3 separate regions of the Gossypium arboreum genome follow, and all the other regions are linked to region 1. The links are chromatin contacts, called in public Hi-C maps. All regions are on one chromosome and are shown on one strand. The core of a region is the stretch at or near the end of the contact, and the rest is flanking DNA. Distances in the headings are between cores, read along the strand shown.

The links. Hi-C and Micro-C count contacts between places; a contact is called where the count stands out from the background.
Region 2: a Hi-C map of leaf shows a contact between it and region 1, with 2.3 times the contacts expected there. The contact joins the promoter of LOC108469902 here to the promoter of LOC108453728 in region 1.
Region 3: a contact with region 1 is called in a Hi-C map of leaf, with 4 times the contacts expected there. The contact joins the promoter of LOC108468124 here to the promoter of LOC108453728 in region 1. A contact is called at or near these places in 2 of 5 Hi-C or Micro-C datasets (both in leaf).

The regions. Positions count from the first base shown.
Region 1 is chr13:20,338,642-20,342,920 of ASM2569848v2, forward strand. LOC108453728 (UDP-galactose/UDP-glucose transporter 3) reads left to right here and starts at 2,836. Exons shown (of 7, transcript XM_017752007.2): 1 at 2,836-3,223; 2 at 3,768-3,865; 3 at 3,983-4,113. The coding sequence starts at 3,120.
Region 2 is chr13:20,629,339-20,633,479 of ASM2569848v2, forward strand. It overlaps LOC108469902 (homeobox-leucine zipper protein ATHB-13-like), which reads right to left and starts at 1,549. Exons shown (of 3, transcript XM_017771045.2): 1 at 1,005-1,549; 2 at 544-923. The coding sequence starts at 1,137.
Region 3 is chr13:20,648,557-20,652,883 of ASM2569848v2, forward strand. It overlaps LOC108468124 (sucrose transport protein SUC3-like), which reads right to left and starts at 2,237. Exons shown (of 14, transcript XM_017769299.2): 1 at 1,594-2,237; 2 at 786-851; 3 at 540-638; 4 at 391-455; 5 at 206-290; 6 at 89-122. The coding sequence starts at 1,902.

The DNA.
Region 1 (4,279 bases), core at 1,586-4,085:
TATTAATAATAATATTCATGTCAATTGAGTTAATATTTAGTCAACATCATTGATAATATTTAAATGTTAATTTTTAATATTTTAAAGAATATTTTTTAATATTCTTAATAAATAATTTTTAAGATTAATTTATTAATAATATTTTATAAAAATTGTAATCTTTTAATTTTTTTCTATATATTATTAAATATAATTAATTTAAATTTGAATAAAATTATAATAATATAAAAAATATTTTTAATTAAAGGATAATAATGTCATTTTATACATTTTTCATCTATTCGACAACATTATACTATCCAATCAAACAATGCAATACTATTATTTATCTATTCTATTCAGTGAACCAAACTGTATAATGCTTATTTACATGTCTATTATATTCCTACTGAATAGTTATTCAATTCTTATTTTATTTTATTCCTGTGAACCAAATGTGTCATCATTTTTAGTTGAAATAGTAAAAATGAGGCTTGAAAATTAGTGTCTTATGTTCAAGTTCATATGCGGTATTTTTATATTTATCGAGTTTAAATAGATTTTATATAAAAATAAATAAAGAAAAAATACTCTTATAATAATATTTATTATTTTGTAAAAAAAAGAGTTTTAGTCACTTTCTAACTGATTTGGCATCTATTAATTTGTGACATCAATTCAATAACTTAAATATAATACAAAATGATTCAAGATCTAACCCTTAAAAGTAGGCACCAAGCCCTTTAAAATTAGAAACTTTTATTTTAGACCTCCTAAATTTATAAAATTATAAATTAATATATAGTAAAATTACAGTTTAACCTTCTAAAAATAATAAAATTTTGATTATCTTTCTAAAAACTATAAAGATATAAACCAATACAATAATAAAAGTGCATTTTAAATACTATAAGAATATATAAATTAATCTCGCTTATCTAGAAAAAAAATTTAGGTTCACCTCTAGTTAGACGCTATTTGACATTATTTATTAGGGGCAAAAGTGCTTTTTCAATCCCAAAAGCAATAACAAACATTTGGCTTTTAGGGTTGAAAGTATAGTAAAAAAGTGTTTTTCCACCCAAACCCCAAAACTAAGGTGTTGGTGTTGGTGTTGGTGTTGGTGTTAGTGTTGGTGTTGGTGTTGGTGTTTTTGATTTTTGTTCTTGTATGCTGAAACTCAAATTATTAAAATATCTTTAATTATAATAACTATTTAAAATTTAGTTTAACTTATTATTATGTATTATTATATTAAATTATTTAAAATATCATTCTATTAAATAATTTAAATATAAATTTATTTTTAAAATTTTAAAATATTTCATGTATCATTACATTTACAAATAATTTATTAATTATTTAAAAATATTTAAAATACATATTTCATGTAAAATTATATTAAATTATTTAAATATTATCTAAATTAATTTATTGTTAATTTCTAAGTCTAAAATAAAATTTTAATTTTATATTACAATTTTATAATAATACCAAACACTTACAATTAACAAAATACATTTTTCATAACATTTCCCAAACTTTATAAAAGCAATTAGCAATAGAAATGTTAAACTTATCCTATTGTAAGCTTGTAAATTTTAACTTGAAAATAATAAATTACTAAAAAATAAAAACTAATTTAGAAAACGCATTAGAATATTTTAAATTTCTGTCCCTGCACCTAACATATTACTTTTCATGCAATGGATCAAAATGATTGCATAAAAACTAAACCGGGCTTCCAAAAGAATTAGACCAATCCCTGTTGCGGCCCATTTCGGTCCAACCATTTCATTTATTGGCTTCCCTTCAAAGTCAAAGAGAGCTTTTAAATAGTTCTAATTTCGAAATTTCTCCCACTACTTTACAAAAATTGAGAAATTAGTCCACCTATTTCTATTTGTAATAATTTGGTTTCTGTACTTTAGAAAACTAAAAGGTTAGTATTGTTAATCTCAAACTTAAAAATCAACCTTTCAACTATTTATATACGAAAGAAAATAGTGAAATTCAATAGTTGAGTAATTTATATGCAAAAATGACCAAAAATTACTATTTCAATAATTATATTAACTCCATAGTTTTAATAAAGTATGAAGTATGGGAGTAACTTGGCCGAGTCAAAACCGAAATTCAGGACTTGATATTTGGCTCAAGCTCAATTAAACATTAAATTTTAAGTTTGGGCTCAATTTAAGACATTATTGATCTACTTGAGCTCAAGTTCAATTAAGCTCCTTTTATCAATTTTCATATTCAAGCACGATTAAACTCACCTATACTTAAACTCTTTCTATATGATAAGGACAATTACATAATTTCATAATATAAAAATATATTACAATGAAAAGCTTGGTTAGATTTGTAAGTCGTTTGGATTGAGTATCATGATTCTCAAATCTATTTGAATAATAGCTTGAGTTGCTTGGGCTCGACTTGGTTATTATCAAATTGAATTTGAGGTTTTTTTTTTTATTTACTTTTCATATGAGTATAATATTATGATTACTAGTTTTTATTTTTTGATACAATGCCTAGAATTATCTATAGTCCCTCTTCAACCCTAAATAAGAAGATAATGTGCTTCAGCACGCACGAACTCACATTCTCTTGCGTTGCCAATAATGCCGATGCCAACTGAGCTAAGACTAAATTAACTAAAGTTGAGTTATTTTTAGTTGAAATTGAATGGCTTTTGAGTACTAATATCTCATTTGCACAGCTTGTATGAAGACTAAATTGTGAAAAATTAAAATAAATGATTAATTTTGTTAAAATTCATAAATCAAAGGGATGAAATTTAAAATTAGACCTATAGAAAACTTTTTGGAAGTTACGGTGGGGTTGAACATGAAGCTTGACGGAGGGATTGGAGAACCAGCACAAGGCCGCGTTTCAATAACCAATCAAAAGAAAGTCATGAAGTCATCAATCCAATAAAATAAAGACACGTGGGTAACCCACGTAACTTGGCGCTCCCTTCTTATTTTATGTTTTACATTTTTGCTTTTTTTCACAAAAGATCTCTTTTTCCCTCCTTCGTGATCTTCGATCTCCGTTCTTTTTCCCTTTTGGGTTTACCATATAATCTTCGCAATTGAATCAAAGTGAGAAAACAGTTATCGAGCGGCGTCGTAATGGAGGCACACGGCGCCGGACTCCGGCGAGTTTTGGTGTTGGCATTTTGCGTTGCCGGGATTTGGTCTGCCTATATTTACCAAGGCTTTCTTCAGGAAACTCTGTATGTATTATTTTTGTTTTTATTTTATTTTGTTATGTTTGATTTCTTCTGAACCTTTTTCGATTAGTTATTGCTTTGCTTGATCTGTTGTTGGAAATCCTTTTTGAATGCATTTTATTTTTTAATTTGCAACGAATTATTCGTAATCTTAGTTAATTCAGAGGTAGGTTTAGATGCGAAGAATAAAAATTTTGGATCTAGGTTAACATGTTACGGTTCGTTATTGATATGACTGTTATTTCTTTGAATTTGAATAAATTGTCGTGATTCTTCCATTTCTTCTTTTTACTTGGAACTTCTTTTTGTAGATAGCAACTGTTCATTTAAATAGTATCGTGTGTGTGTGTATTAATTTTTACTGATTTTGCGCTGGCATTTTCAAAATTTCACGTTGATAAATTGTTTTGCATTGATAAATTTCAAATTGCTAAAATGGATAGATGGGTGACCCGTCTTGGGAGAAAGATGTAGCTTTTCAACGAGTAAATTGTAGTCGTTTATCGTTTTCTAATTACATTTTCTTTTTATACTTTGTTGAGTTTAGGTCCACCAAGCGATTTGGTTCCGACGGGAAGAGGTTTGAGCATCTTGCATTTCTTAACTTGGCGCAAAATGTGGTCTGCTTAGTTTGGTCTTACATAAGTAAGCTTCTCCATTTGCACTATCATAATGTTTTTATAAATTTGGCTATATATGTACCATTGACTGGTGAGAATTATGGAAAATAATAATATGTTTGTTTTTGTGTCTTTCATCCAGTGATAAAGCTTTGGTCCAGTAGAAGCAATGGTGGTGCTCCCTTGTGGACTTATTGGAGTGCTGGAATCACAAATACAATTGGTCCGGCCATGGGTATAGAAGCATTGAAGTACATCAGCTACCCGGCTCAGGCATGTCTTTGATTCTCCATACTTTTATATGTCTTCTCTTTTTGCCTCATCTGTTTAAGTTCCCTCTGGTTATTGCCCATTAAGGTATTACCTGAATTGACAGATTGTTTAAATTCCTAGTTAGGCTGCTTTTGTAGGTGAACATGTGTAGTTGGAGTCTTTGGTA
Region 2 (4,141 bases), core at 299-2,798, 290 kb after region 1:
CTATTAATTTGAATTCTAATTATGGTTTTAATCTCTCTATAATGCTAAAATTTGTGATTTAATCATTTTACATTAATTCGGCATAGTTTATTCTATCTTCTTTTATAGTATCATTAGTAGGTCTAAATTGATAATACTGTTAATTGCTATTTGTAACTTGATGAAATGGTTTTTTTAAATAGTTTAAGTATTTAATTAAGATTTAAATTTATTATTGGTTGGACACAAATGATTAAATTTTTGCATGATCTTTTGTGATAGAACTTTAGCAATAACAATTAATGGTGTTATCAATTTGAATCTACAAATATCATTATAAAAATAAATGAGAAATTATACTAAATTAAAGTAGAGAGATTGAATCTGAGGCTAAAAACAGAATTAGACCGTCAATCAATAAAAAAAGTAAAATTATGTGGCAGAAATAAGGTTCTGAAAATAATGGTTCATGGTAAGTCAATAAAGCATGAAGAAATGGATCATAATAATCTTCAAAAAGCTCAATTATTCAACACACACACACACATACATATATATGCTTACCTCAGCATGAAGCTTTTGGTTCTGAGCTTGGAGTGCATCATTATCAGCTTTGATAGCTTCATACTGTTTTTTAAGGAGATCATAGTCTTTCTCAAGTTGCTTGGTTTTCCACCTTGCTCTTCTGTTTTGGAACCAAATAGCAATCTGCCTTGGTTGCAACCCAAGAGCTCTAGCCAGCTGCATTTTTCTCTCAGGTTCAAGCTTGTTCCCCAACTCAAAGTTCTTCTCAAGGGTCTTCACTTGTTCCATGTTCAGCCTTCTCTTCTTCTCTCCTGCCTGTGAACCATCATCTGATAAATCATCCTCCCCATTTCCTTCTTCACATACATGATCTATACCAGAAAATGATATTGATCTCTTCCCCAGAAATGGTGCAACACCTATATATATATATAAAAGAAATCAATTCCATGATAGATTTTACATATGTAAACCCTAAAGATTCAGAATGATATATATACCGTGAAAGTCTTGGGGTGTGCATGAAGGAAGCATTTGATTGATGGAAGTTGGGGGTTGATGATGATGATCTTCTTCATGAGGAGTTTGGAGCATGAAATTGGCCGGAAAAAAAGCCATCCCATTGCAAGACATGTCTTAATAATAATGATCTTAATTCAAACAATATTGAGAAAAATATATATTTTCATGCTTGACTGCCATGGCATGATGTTCTTCAAGGAAACAACAATACGCAGAAAATCCTGAGAGTAGACACAGAGTTTAATGAAAGAAAAAGCAAAAGAGAGGTTTGATAATTCAGTTTATAAAAGAAAAATAAATTAGTTTCTTGAATTGGAAGGTGATGCAGAGATTTTTCTGAAATGGATGGCTTATATATATATATATATCAATTCTGTGTGTGTGTGTGTGTAAGAGAGAGAGTGAGAGAGAGAGATATGCATGTATGTGACTATGCCATTGGGTGAGGGAAATGCTAGCTGATATTATTATTATTTTCTTTTAAAAACTAATTAGCAATAAAAATAATATCATGAAATTTAGTTTAAATAATTGCAACAAAATTTTTATACACGTGCATGCATGTTCATGAAAAAAAAATGAGAAAGGCTACTAACTAAACATTGGTTATATTATGAGTGTTGAAAGCATTTAAAGTAGTGATACCAATCCAAGTCCAATAATTTGAGGTCATTTTCATGTTACTAGACTTTTATTTCCACACTTGGGAGACAATTTGTGGTGTTTTTCTCAATAAAGACAGTTGTCTTTAGATGTAAAATAAATTTTCAGGATAGGGATGCAACCACTTTTTATGAAGCTTTGATTCCATAGGTGAATGTGGGTGCTTCTTTTTAACTGGTTTGAATTGTAATTTTATAAAACTTATAGGTTTAAATAGTAATTTTACAAATCAAGGAAGCCTCCCCTACCTCTAGTGAGTAATATTAGATTCTACTGTTATTATTATATTTTTAATAGTGCTAAGATTCCGGAGTATATCTTCTTTTAAGTAATATTACATTTTCATGATAATGTGAGATTTTTGATAAATTTATCTCAAAAAGGGTAAAAGACACCTACTCCTATAGTTTCAAGAATGCTCGTACCCATCAGGTTTAAAGAAAATTTCATAAACACCCCTTCAAATCTATTTACTAATTAAAAGATAAATTATTCCTTTATTATTATTTATCTATATATTTTCTATTTAATGTATTCATTTCTCTATTTTAATATTAAAAATTGAATGCTATACAATATATTTGACTTTTTCATAAAATTATATTTGAATTCAATTAAAATTAAATATTTTAAATTTATTTTAATTAGTTATGTATAAACCGTGTGAGATAAACTCTGTCATATATTTTATGTAAAAATAATTAATTACTAGAAAGTTTTAATGGGAAAAATTGATTGAAATATAAAAGTGAAATTTAAAAAAAATCATCGAAAATTTAATATTGAAAGTGCAAAAGAAAAAGTTGAAAATGAAAAAAAAACGTAAAAGAGAAAAAAATAATTGTCCAAAATTTTAAAATAAACTTATGGCGAACGAGGCCTTGGCTGAACTAGAAGGCTAAGACCCTCTAAACTTTAAGATATCATATCTTAAACTATATTTATTAAAAAAATATTAATTGAAAATTATTTATATTTAGCATAAGATTATATTAGAATATAATGTAATTTATAATTTAATTTAATAATAATTAAAATATTTTTAACTAATTAAATTTATTTAATTTTTCATTGAATATAAAAGGTGAAATTGTCATTCTATTTATTTCATTTAATAAAAAACTTTAAGAGGATCATGAATTTTTCATCAAACTTTACAGAAGGGTATGTGAGAATTTTTTAAATCATTGCGGGTAAGTGGATCTTTTTTTATCAAACCTGACTTTTTCCTAATAAAAACTCACCAACGACTCTGGATCCTTGATGTTGTTGTTATAAGTTGAGAAAAATAATAATTTCTCTATTTTATTTCTGCATGAAATTTTATATTTATGATAATTTTACCATTATTTTCTTTTATTATTTTGGTTAAAATTTCCATTACACCATAACAAATAACATGTTTTGGTAAAATTGTATTTTTTTCTCCTGTCACTTTGATCAAAGAGAAGCCTTAACTATTTCCTAATTTCAATTTATCTATTTGAAAATGGAGATATTAAATTAATTTAAAAAAAAAAGCATTCATTTATCAGTAAAATAAAATACTATAAGCTTAAACAATGTGTTGTAAAGAATAAAAAATAATAAAAATTCTCGATGACTATTTAGTAAAATGTGTTTAGATAATTTTATATTTCCTCAATCAAATAACAAAAACTTACTTTCAAACTAAATAAATTAAACAATATAATATAACATACCCAATAACGTGTTAAGTAATATTACGTTCTAATAATCATATTACAAAAATAATCATACATTCCTTAAACTAAACACCTTTTAAATGTATGGTTATCAAGTTGTGATGTTTAAATCAGCAAAAAATTTACAAAGGAATGCACATAAGATTCAAATCAAAGAAGGATGTGTATAAATGGATTGTTGTAGGGCTTTAGTCTTCTCCCATTCTTACATATACCAGTTCTCATGTAACGTGTCTTCCGTGTTTATTTTTAAATTTACTAAATAATATAGTTTATAAATTTTTAAAATATATATTTGTTAATTAAATTAAAATTTGTCTAATTTATAATAAAAGTCTGTTAATTTTGAAAAATAGTTTAAAGAAAAAATAACATTTTTAAAAGTAATGAAAATAAAAGAGTAGGAAATAATTGATAGTAAAATATTAAGTAATTAGATAAAATAACTTATAATTTGAATATAAATCAAAATTTCACCTATAAAGAACCAAGACTTTAATACTTCATTTTCTTTAACATAATATTTCATAACACAATAGTAAACATCATTCACAATTATGTAAATATTATTAAAATCAAATCATAGTAAAACTATCAAGTATTAAATAATAATAATAATAATTAAACATCTCAAACAATAATGAAGATCTTTTTTTTTTGATGGAAACAAAACCTATTAAATAATACTACAATATGAATTTTCCTATAATTCTTTAGATGTTATTTTAAATGAAAATGCATTGATA
Region 3 (4,327 bases), core at 987-3,486, 310 kb after region 1:
CTCGTAAATTAGAGGCATCAAAACTAAACGTCACAATGTTACCATGTACAGACTAAATTGTTTCCATTTTCTTAAGAAAGAAGTTCACCTGATAGATCAGCCAGAAGGGCACGAGCTGGTCCCTAAGAAAATAAAAATTCTATCATTCACAAACTTATACAACAGAAAACTTGAAAGTAAGAAAAAATCACCATGGATGGCTTACCTGCACTGTATTGTTAGCAAGATCCAACATCCAGAATCCAATAACAAAGACAAAAGCCGCCCTCGTTCGTGTACCTTTAAATGTACTGCATTGCATACATTATTTGGTCAATATCTTTCTATTTTTCTTTTGGGAGACAGGGGGTGCCAGAAAAGAATAGAAGAAATCAAAGCAGAAAATGATACCTGCAATGCTCCTTCGTATCACCTAAAATGTATCCAATGTCTGCAGAAAATCCGATTATTATCACCTAAATTACAAAATTTAGTTTAGCAGATATAAAACCCAGAAACATAGTATATAAGAATGAATTATGTAACACTTCAATGCTTACAGAAAGAGAGATCATGAGTGATCCAGCAAGGATAAAAGGCCGTCTCCTTCCATATTTTGAAGTGCATTTATCACTCCAAATACCGACACAAGGTTGAACCTAAGATCAAAATAAAAACAACTCAATAGATCACATATAAAGACAGCAATCTTTTAAGTGTAGTCATTTACATCAATTATTGCACCACCATAATAATGAACAGGGCATCAATATAAATTTATATGTAATATGGTTCCCATCACCTACCACAAGACCAGTTATTGGACCACAGAGCCAAATGAACGAAGAAAAAGCATGCTCTATTCCAAGTGTCTGCATGAATCAGCCAATATGAATGGTCAAACAACAAGGGAAATGCACCATAAGCTCAAAAGAAGCTCAGAGCAGTTGAAAAGGAATCAAGGCTGAGGCTAATAAAAAATAAATAAATACAAAGATAATGTTACCCAGTTTCACAAAATATTTTGAGAATTACTTTATGATTAAAACATGTTCTTCGAACAATGGCCATACTTTTTCTTCTTTTCTCAGAAGAACGACAATAATCAACAAAGCAAAAGCATTCTAGCCTTTTACTCCTTTTTTTTTTTTATTCCTTTTCAAACACTGCGAGGGCCTTCTATGATATGTTAAAAATTACAAGTATTTCTAGAAATTATGAGAAGAAATAGAAAGAAATTATATAAAGAGTTTTTCTCTCACGCCATAATCTTTCTTTTCCAAATTGTAATTGCACCCAAAATTCGTTCTAAAAATCCATGAAAATTAGGCAAATTACCGACTAAACAATAAAGAAAAAGTATTGCAGTGTATACTTTCTAATTGATGATTCAAAAATATCAACAAAAGAGTACTTGGCGCTGATATTCTTTTATTTCTATTTCATAAAATTAACAAAAGCAAAGCACAACATGCCATCTAATAATAACACTGATCTAATTCAAACACATTGCACAGAGTTCAAAATTAACAACATGCATAGTAAATAACCTAATTTTCTCCGTTACTTAAAAATATAAAAAGTATTAAGGGAAAACACACACAAAAAAAGGACCTGAATGTAAGGAGTCAAAAGCGAAAGTTGCAAAGCCCAACCAAATTGAACCCCGGCGGCGATCGTACAACTAAGAGCGAGAGTTATCAAGCTACAATCCTTAGATCTAACGTGGATCGGCGACGATAAGTTAGAGTTTCCGTTGGGAAATCTAGCCGAAGGCGGCGAAGCAGAAGTTGAAGGAGAGCCAGGAGACGAATTTAGATCGATCCGACGATGATATGGATCGTCGATCATTTCAACTTCCGAATCTTTCCTTAAGTTCCTGTAAGGAACCTTGACAGAAACTGAGTCACTCGTTCCTGCCATAGCCTCTTTGACTCAGCCGCTGGTTATCCTCCACGAGTTAACTCAATTAAAACCTTTCACATTAAAACTTTTGAATATACCATGAAAAAAGAAAAAATTGAAAATTGAAAATTGAAAAATGAAAATAAAATTGTTCTCTTTTTGGATATTAAAATTTAGATCTAAATTGCTAGAGCAAGAGAAGAAAAGGAGATTAAAGTTAAAAAGGTCAAATTTGGGCGGGTGTGAAGGAATTTTGCAATATTAGAAAGGACTACGGTCGCTCGTTCCCTCGCGCTTCTGGCTCTTCTTTGGTACGTCACATCTTCCTTAATGCGGTTGCGTTTTGTGATTTCTTGGGTTAATTCGAACGAAGGAATTCAAATTAATTTCGGTAAAAGTAGCATATAGAGCTTTGTATTAGGAGTCAAATTACATTTTGTCCATCTTTACTAAAAAATGGATATATTAATTCTTGTACATTAGATTAAAAAGTAAATTTTTTTAATAATTTCATCCATTTCTACTGTTAAAAATTGGCATGCCTGACAAAATAACTAGTCAATTACATGTGGCATGCCATGTGTAGCTCATTTTGACATACAAGGCCAGTTTTAACAATAGAGATGGGTAAAATTTTTATCAGAACAATTTACTCTTTGATCGAATGTATAAGGACTAATTTGCCTATTTTTTAGTAGTGGGGTAAAATGTAATTTAATTCTTAGTACAAGAATCTCCATAATACTTTTATTAGTTAATTTTTAAAATTCAAAAATATTTTTTTTTTACCTTACAAATTAGAGAGAGGAATTAAATTAACAAGATTTGAATCCTATCCTTGAAACAACCTTAACCATTACTCCTTTATACAGTTGGCTAAAACATTTTAATTGGATCATTAAATTATTAACATTGTATAAGTCAAGTCCTTTCTTTTACTCAAATCGACGTGGAACATATTTAAAATATATGAATCAAATTATAAACATGTTTGTATCTATCACATAACATTTTTTTTATTTAATGTGTTAAAAGGGAAAAAATTAGAAAGTACCAACAATTTTTTAATATTTATATTTTAAACATGTTTATTTAGTAGGTATATAAGTTTTCAATTTGATCCACATGTTTTAAGTATATTCTATGCTAATTTTGATACAACAACTATGTTCAAGCTATTGATTAAACTAACAAGGGGACCTGATTGATACAATATTGATGCTTTAAGAATTTAATTAGAACACTTTAAAATTTAAAGACTAATTTAAATTTTAGATCATGTTTTGAAAACATCTTATGAAATTAACCTATTTTTTATAAGATGGATCTTTTTAAGTGTGGTGTCCACTTTCTAGTTTTTTACTAATAATGATGACAAGCCTTAGAGATCAAATTTCAAAAGTTGACACCAAAGATAAGAAACGACGACGGAATGTGATAAACCGTAATTCATACATATTTCTATCCCATGCTTAGCACATTTTATGGATGATTTTTTCTTAAAATTGGTGAATTCGATGCTCCTAATGCCTTAATTTCATGTTTTATTCTTAGGTGAGCATATGAGAGTGAAAGGAACGAGAAACGGGCCAAAAACAGAGAAAATGGGCCAACGTACGAAATCAACACGGCCTAGACTTCCTCACATGGGCGGACCACATGGCCGTGTCCCTTTGGCAAGGTCAAAGCATGATTGACACGAGTAGATCACACGCTCATGCCCATTTAACAGCCTTGACCACGGCCTTAAGCAATCGCACACGGGCGTGTCCCTGCCGAGCCCAAGTTTAGTCCAATTCGGAAAAGGCCAATTTTAAGGGCTCTTAGGCATTCCAAAGCCTATTTAAACACCTGAGGAGGCACTTAGACAAGGGGAAGGAGGGGAGGAAGAAAGGAATTGCTCAAGGAAAGCCGATCGATCCATCTCAGAAGCCGAATTCACCATCAAGGCTGAAGATCTCCCTTCAAATTCCCTCAGGAGTTTTGGGTTTTCTTATGTTTTGTTATTTTTATTCTTTTGAGATGTGTTCTTTCATTAGTATGAACTAAAACCCCTAAATACGTAAGGGGAATGAAACCTAAGACGGATCTTGTTATTATTATCTGAATTGTATGATAAATATTTGACTTGTTCTTAATTATGTGTTCTTAATTCTTGTTTTGATATTCCAGCATATTGATTCATGTTAAGCTCTTATTCAGAGAAGGAATAGACCTTGTCTAAGATTAAATTTGTCATAATTAAGCGGAGTTGGTTGCGCGCCTAGAGATAGGGTGACAAGATTTTTCCGAATTAGGGTGAAACCTAATAAGGGGATCCATAGATCGAGTTAATGCAACCCTAGGGCGTTAATTAGAAAGAGATTTCAATTATTCAATCTAGGGTTAGACGATGTTAGTCTCGAAAGAGATAATAATCTAACTTAGAGATCTCTACGGAACA